Linked DNA regions of Zea mays: region 2 is linked to region 1. A link is a contact called in public Hi-C data. All regions are on one chromosome and are shown on one strand. Each heading gives the region's core, a stretch centred on a gene start, on an enhancer-like site or on the middle of the called end of the contact. The rest is flanking DNA. Distances are from core to core; before and after follow the strand shown.

Evidence for each region. A called contact is a pair of places that touch in the nucleus more often than the background predicts.
Region 2: a Hi-C map of leaf shows a contact between it and region 1, with 6 times the contacts expected there. The contact joins two enhancer-like sites. A contact is called at or near these places in 3 of 25 Hi-C or Micro-C datasets (ear, leaf and tassel).

Annotation. Positions count from the first base shown.
Region 1 is chr1:91,213,221-91,217,397 of Zm-B73-REFERENCE-NAM-5.0, reverse strand. No RefSeq gene overlaps it. Among protein-coding and RNA genes, the nearest start is that of LOC103637641, 66 kb to the right of the region's middle. Within about 2 kb of position 2,272, at least 19 of the 20 cell types and tissues checked have an H3K27ac peak or open chromatin away from gene starts, as enhancers often do. A contact at or near this core is called in leaf, where this site is marked.
Region 2 is chr1:91,342,113-91,345,804 of Zm-B73-REFERENCE-NAM-5.0, reverse strand. No RefSeq gene overlaps it. Among protein-coding and RNA genes, the nearest start is that of LOC103644775, 25 kb to the left of the region's middle. Within about 2 kb of position 2,259, at least 5 of the 20 cell types and tissues checked have an H3K27ac peak or open chromatin away from gene starts, as enhancers often do. A contact at or near this core is called in leaf, where this site is marked.

The DNA of each region.
Region 1 (4,177 bases), core at 1,023-3,522:
TGTAAAATAAAAAATATAATCGTGTCGGGCCGGGCCAGCACTACGAGCCGAGTCTACAGCCCAAGCACGACACGACGTTCTTGGCTCTTGCAAGCATTAGGTCGTTTCTGAGACCACATTGGCGCAATGGACTCCATGGTGTTTGAGGTTGCTAAATTGGATGGAGCAACAATGATTTGTCACACTAACAGTAAAATGAAACTAACAGTAAAATGAAAGGTTACTTGTTGGTTTTAAGCGTTAGTAATTGCTACGAAGTAGCATAATTTATATGGAGCGCATCCAGTTTTTATTGATGCCTGACTTTAGCAACCACTCCATATTTTGATCTATCTTTTTTATAAGTTTGAGTTCATGTGACTTATTTTAAAAACTTGAGCTCACAAACTTTCTCTTATTTGGTCTCTGTATGGTGGAATTATGTCATTCTATAATCTATGTTCGTTCAGTCAGTCGTTGTGAACTCTCTTCTAATCGCTCACTTCATTTGGTCGTGTTGTACCAAGATATATTAGATGGAGTAAACAATAACATCAGTTAGCCAAATCAAGAAAATATTATACGGAGAGCGGAGACAATCAATAAAAAATCTTGAGATTTTTTTGGTGGATAGTTTATGTAGGTATTGTTGTAAGCCGTCGTAACGCACGGGCAACCGACTAGTATACTTTAAATATGGCTTTTAATTTTTCATTTTTTCGCAAAAAATGAATAGTACGAGACCGTCAAATGTGGCAAAAAAGTCAAATAAATTATAATTGAGGATGGAGGGAGTAACTGTTAGTACATACTTGACAAAGTTTGTCATTTTTAGGATATGGAGAATTTTAGCATAAAACAGCTAAACACCTTGGAGGGAATGCATACTTCTTAGGCTATCTCCAGTAACTTATTCTCAACTTTTATTTTAAATTTCACTTTATAAATAGTATAGTCTATAATAAAAAATATTATTTTGCACAGCCAATCGGCCATATACATAATCTGATGGTCATAGCCTCTGAGTCATACGGGAAGTTGCAAACGCTTGGATCATGCAAAGCAGCGTATGAAATTGAAACAAGACCATGTATACGCAACTGTTTATGTGTGTTATTAGACTATCTTCAGTAGCTTACCTATCTCTATACTTATATTTAAACTCCACTCTGCGAACTACAATACAGAATAGTGTAAACCAGTGTTTTTAGATAAATCATGAGTAGACTACTGCATATAGCTTTACACGCACATCGAGAGCACAGTGTTTGTATGCACTAGGGCTGAGCAAAAAACCCGTAACCCGAAACCCGAAACCGGAATACCCGAACCCAAACTCGAAATACCCGAAACCCAATTTTTGTTTGGAAATTTCGGGTAGCAACTTGCATAACCCGAATTTATTTCGGGATAATTCGGGTATCACAGTCGGGTACCCGAAATACCCGAACTTTCATGTGTCATGTACTCATGTCATGCTTAATTATTAATTTGTACATCTATAATTATATGTAAGTGTGCATAACTTTTGATTGTAAATTGCTTGTGTTTTATATGTCCATGTATATTATTATTCAAACTATATTTTTATATTAATTTAATAGGGTGTATGTGTTTTTATGAAGCCAACACAATAATTCGGGTAGTTCGGGAATACCGAACCCGAACCCGAAATTCCGAGTACCTAACCCATTGTAATTTCGGGTATCGATTCTCAAAATCCAAAATTTAAAATACCCAAATTATTCGACCCGAAATTTTTGGATAAGCCGAACATCCACCCCTATTACGCACAGTTGTACATACCCTAGGATCATAGGGACAACTGTCTGGACTCTGGAGTGCGGTCCATGGAGTAGTAGCGCAGTGGAGAAAAACCAATGCTATAGATTGCTTCTTGATCCAGCAATCAGATCAAGCACCTTTACAGCAGCATCACACAAGCAAAGATTACTGGAGGCGGCGGCGTCCGCGTGGCTGTGGATTCACGACGGCGACGTCGGCCATTGCCTCGGCGATCCTGTGGTGGTGGGCGAGCGAGAGTTACAGCTGCTCCGCTCGTTCGATCTTTTCCAAAGACTACGATATCATGTCTTGCTAGCTGGACTCTAGTTAGTTTCCAAAAATTATTGGACCATCGTGAGAATGAGTGTAAAGAAAAAAAAAGGCGTCTGAAAGCGTTGTAGCTACTAGCTAGTCCAATTTATGATTGGTCAATCAAGACGTTCCAGAGTTTCTACTAACTGTATGCGTTCCCTTGTTTGTCTGAGGCAGCTGCAAGTATGGCATCCACACAATCTCCCGGTGGCAAGGTAGCTAACATCCACGCCGTTTTCAGCGCAGCGTTGTGTGAACCATATGGAAAGAAAGAGCAGGGCGAAGGAAACATGAGCAGAAAGAGACGGCCGGTCCATCCCGCTCCGCGGCTCCGGTAAAAGCCAGCTTGGCTTAGCCACTCCGGCTTTTCCTGGCTCGTTCAATTCCTTCCTGTGCGTGCGTGATCCGTGTGCCGAAGCGAGGCGCTGCGACCTGCGACTGCGAGCTAGCGACGCGGCGCAACGGACTGCCTCCCTGGTGTGGTGCCTGCCACCAGGTCCTCGCATCCCCCGACCCGATAAGCAGCGCGGACGGGGCAAAGCAACCGCGCTCATTCGCGCCGGAGCCAGAGAAGGAGATCGGAGAGAGGCCCCGTGGGCCGGGGCCCGGCATACGCCACACGCCACCGACAACGCATCGCATCAGGCGAGCCCATGCCGTGCTGATCCTGCAGCGACGGTGCGCGGGGAGCACGCGCGCGCACGTGGGCTGGGCCGGATCAGTTACCTGGCCCGTGTCTCGCCACCCCCGCGCCGCTCAGCTCCTTATGCGAGCGGTGGACCGATTATGGATGGCAATGGATGTCATTTATCCGCGTACCCGCGGATAAAAAATCTGTTGGACACAGTTTTGGGTACGAGTCTGTATACATGGATACAGATACGAGTAGCACTTGATATCCGTGGATATTTTTAAAACAGATAGGAAAAATCAATATCCATACCCAATTACCCGAATATCCGTTAAAATTACACCCGTCCCGCAGGCCCATGGGCCACATCGCCACAGCCCACAAGGCCACAACCGTTCTCCAATCTCCATGCTTCCATCAATCTAGCGAAGCCCTCGCTCGGCCAGTCCATTCTCCGATCTCATTCTCTCCTCCTCTGTCCTCTCCCACTCGGCCACTCCTACCGCCACCGCCCACTCCATCTCACCTCTCCCAGACCCCCGCAGTCGCTGCCCCCTACCGGTCCGGGTCCCTGGCTCCCTGCGCGGCTCCCGGGCACAGAGCGCAGATCTCCAGCTCGTCCTCAGTCCCTGCATCGCTGACTCCCTGCGTAGCTTGTCCTCAGTCCCTGGCTCCCTGCATCGCTGACTCCCTACGTGCCTGGCCGCCTGCTTCATCAGGATCAAAGAGGAAGCTCAGATCTGATTTTGCTAGACAATTTTATATTTGCTGGACAAATATGATATCATGTTTGAATTTGCTGGACAGATTCTGTATGACTTTATGTTTTTATCATATTTAAATTTGTTTGTTGGACAAATATGATATCATGTTTGAATTTGCTGGATTTAAATATTTTGTATGTGTAGTGGGCAAACGGATATATCCGCGGATATCCGTTATCCGCGGGTAACGGATGTGGATACTGTTTGTTATCCATGGTGGATAACGGGTACGAGTTCGGATATCGGATATAAGTCGCGGATATGGGTGTCCAGAGACAGTATCCGCGGATATTTTAACCGTTGCCATCCCTAGGACCGATTCTAATTCTCGAGAAATATAGCTACGTTATCACAGATCTTTAGATTCGCTTTATTCTCTCTCGTCATTAAATGCGAGAAGATGTTAAAGACTCGTCTCTTTTCCCATAAGCACAACAGAGAATACACGAGACACATGATTAAGGTTGGGCATCTTCACTGTATTATGAGGTAGTGTACATGTTGCTTATATAGAAACGTAAGACCTCTCAGAGGTAAAACCGGTATTTACCCACATAGGCCCTCGTTAGGGTTTCTTAGCACTCTGCCTTGGGTGAATACCACGACCAACACATGTCTCATAAAAACTCACAGAAACTGAGTGGAAAAATATGGAGAAAGAGCGTATGGTGGCGCAAATTGCATTTGCACTTTGTTGCCTCGTTAA
Region 2 (3,692 bases), core at 1,010-3,509, 130 kb before region 1:
TTGAGAGAGAAAGTGATCCGTGTGTTATTTGTCGCTCTTGTCGCTTGGCTTTTGCAATCGTGCTTTCTTTCAATCTTCATTGCGATCAAACTCACTTGTAATTGAGGCAAGAAACAACCAATCTTGTGGTGGTCCTTGCGGGAACTTTGTGTTCCAAGCATTTGAGAAGAGAAAGCTCACTCGGTCCGAGGGACCGTTTGAGAGAGGGAAAGGGTTGAAAGAGACCTGGTCTTTGTGACCACCTCAACGGGGAGTAGGTTTGCGAGAACCGAACCTCGGTAAAACAAATCCACGTGTCTCACTCCTTATTCGCTTGCGATTTGTTTTGCACCCTCTCTCGCGGACTCGATTATATTTCTAACGCTAACCCGACTTATAGTTGTGATTATTTTTGAGAATTTCAGTTTCGCCCTATTCACCCCCCTTTAGGCGACTTTCACTTAGCCTTGCTTTAGAAAAACAAAATGTTTTGTTTTTACAAAATATGATGTGGCAAAAGTGGGTGGGATGTTTTCGAAAATAAAACTTTATGGTGGATCCATCATGGCCGTGATGGGTTCAACATCCGGAAAAGATGTACCTCTGTCAGGTACCAAACCTTGGGTTGAAATGATTAAGCTGAGACCGGGCGGGTGACTTGCACGAGAAGAGAGTCTCGGTGTAGTGTCTCTGTCTGAGTCGATTAAGGACCTTGTCGATGTAGGCCTGCTGACCGAGGACCCTTTAACTGGTCACATGCCTCGTCATGGGTAAGCCTTGCCTCGGGCAGACTAAGGCCAGAATAAGATAACACGAAATGGGTGTGGAGCGGTGGCGAGAGTAGCGTGTACCCTCCGTGGCAAGAGGCTGGACGGTGGTGTATCTTTGCTCTCGGTTTGCGTGAACCTGATCTGGTCTTAAGAACCCTGGTGGCGGGTTGACATATGCAAGGGTTAAGTGCTACATATGTCGTGTGATCGGAGATCCTCAGCTGAGTATAATCGATTCAGATCGCCGTACCTCCGCGGTTATGGAGACTTGGTCACTGACTTATACGTAGAATTCCACTAAAGTTAAAGGGATTTGATGAGAAATTGGCTAGTGTAGGACAAGTGTTTGAACTAGAGTAGAAATAACTCTAGATGTAGGTAATCTTACCTAACTTGATAATACAACTGGATTTTTAAGGATCCACTTTTAGTAAGCATTTATGCAAACAAGAGTCTTTGATCATTGAGAAACCTCTCCTTGACTCCCTGATAACCAGCATACCCTTGAGAGTCTTTTCTTTAGTCGGGTAAGACTTGCTGAGTAATCTCATACTCAGGGTTTATTCCCTCATTGTTTTTAGGTGAGGAAGTAGCAGATTTCTGTTGCTTCTGTACCAAGGTGGTTTCTCAGGAGGAAAAGCAAGAGTAAAGATGCGGGAGGACTTGGTCCTCCATAGGAAAACTTTTATGTAAAACTCATCGGGGGGAGTTTTTGCCCCCTTGGTTATGTAATAATATTACTCTGCACTCGTTTATATTTTCTGGTCTGTATAAACAACTTAATCTTACTTTTTAAATAAATGTAAGTTTATGTAATCACTTCTGCATTTTGATATCTCCGATGTTCTGTAATGTCTGCAAGACGGGTGAAACGTTCCTGGAAAGGTAAGGAAAGATACCAAACTTATCAAGTGATTCAGGAACATCTACAGGGTTGTCTGATGTCTGTTAGACAAAGACAACTGTAGGTGAGTCTAATGACTTGGAAGGTTCCGTCACAGAGTGCGTCACGAGGAGACTGCGACGAAGTCGTAGCGGCTGTGGATGTGGCTACAAGCATCGATCAAGTTGCAGGACGTGGAGAGGACGACGTGCAGCCTGATCGGCGAACAGGTGAAGCTCGACCAAAGAGAGGGAGTGGAAGTGGAGGTCCAACATTGAGGCATGACTGATGCGCTTCGCTGAAACTGCTACTGTATGGGTTGCGCATGCCTGGCTGATGGCAGGAGACGACTGCTGGAGGGTAAAAGAGCTGGAGGCGAGTGGTGAGACCGATGGCTGGAAGAAGAAGGATGAGCAGTGAAAGAGACGTCCGTGACAAGAAAGTTAGAGGGCGGCTGGGAGAGACGAAGTGAGGCAAGCGTTACAGGGAAGATGCTAGGGCCAGGAATGCACGTCGTGTATGTACCGGAAGGAGCACGAAGTTACACGTGGCTATCCTTATCACAGTGGAAGGAGCACGATAGAGCCAGCACCGGTCGAGTTTGGATATGTGGCTGCGATGGAGTGGCGCAAGCAAAACTAGCTTCAGTTAAGCGGCAAAAGTTTGGATTTAGCGGTGTCCACACAGGAGGCAAATAGGTGGACAGCAGCATGCGTGCCCAACCATCGATCAGAGAACTGAAACTTAGTTCCCAGCCGGCCTGACAGCCCAATTTCAAACGAATTTTACTCTGATAATTTCTAAGCAACATGTAAATCGTCCTTAATCAAAGTCGTACACTGATCGATGCTCTTTCACTTTGGTATAATAACCATGATGGAATTCTTCACTGATCCAACACAGGAGAGCACCAAAGTTAGCTAGAAATCACTGAAACTCGACTTCAGTTTTCTGAATCTGCCCATTGTATAGAACCGAACCCCTCCTCCAAACTGAACATAGTTCAGTTTTAGATCCAAATCTGGACATCACAAACTGAAGCACAAATTTCTCCTAGTTCCAAACGAATTCAGAGGTGTATTGTTTAATAAAATTTGCTCCCCAACAATATCTCTCCTAGTTTGTTGTGCTGAAAATCGACCGCAAGTTTGCAGATTTGAAAGTTACAGGAGCCCGATGCTGAGAAGAGCAAATTGTTTCCGAACATTCAATGGACCGAATTGAACCTGAAATTGCAGCACTCTCCTTTTCTTCCAACTCTGAATTTTCTCGAGTTATCGTAGATCTTTCTAGGAACTGAAAGTTTTCTAAACATGAAATCTGCTCCCCAACCATGGCACTGCCAGGTCACCACAACAATCTAAAACCGAATTTACATAGAATAAAAGTTACACATGCTCAAAGTGAACCCAATCCACTGAATGTCGTTTTCAGTGAACTGAAAACAAGAAGCTGACAGGAAGCACTTTGGAACAGATTTACTCCTAACTTTGTGTAGCATCGAGCTAAGCACCCCTAAGTAAAGTGGTTCACTAATACTTGGTCTCCAACTTTTCTATATAATCCATAGTCTAAACCTGATGGAATGGTCACAAATGTGCTCCAACAGAGCACCAAACACTGCAATTTCAGTTTTCAATGGACTGAATAAAATTCAATTTCTGCAAACTGACAGTCCAACATTGGACAACGCTTACTTCATTTTCTATGCAGTACCAAGCCAACCCTCCCTAAAGGAACTTGTTCACTGATATACACTCTTCAACTTTGACACAAGGAGTATGGCTCACAACTCTATGGATTAAACTGAAAAGGGTTTCCAAATTGCACCAAAACACACAGTTTTAGGTTCTGGTTTTTCACTAAGTCTGAAATCCAGAACAGCACATTGCATCTTTGGGCCATTGTTTCTCGCAGTTCCATACATCTTTAGGGGCATAACCTTTAACCAAACTTATACACCAACATGTGGTATTTCACTTTGGTACATAAACTTTAACCCATAGTTGTATGTATCAGCCACTAACAGGCCTCCAAAGTTGCTTCAGAATATAAAATCT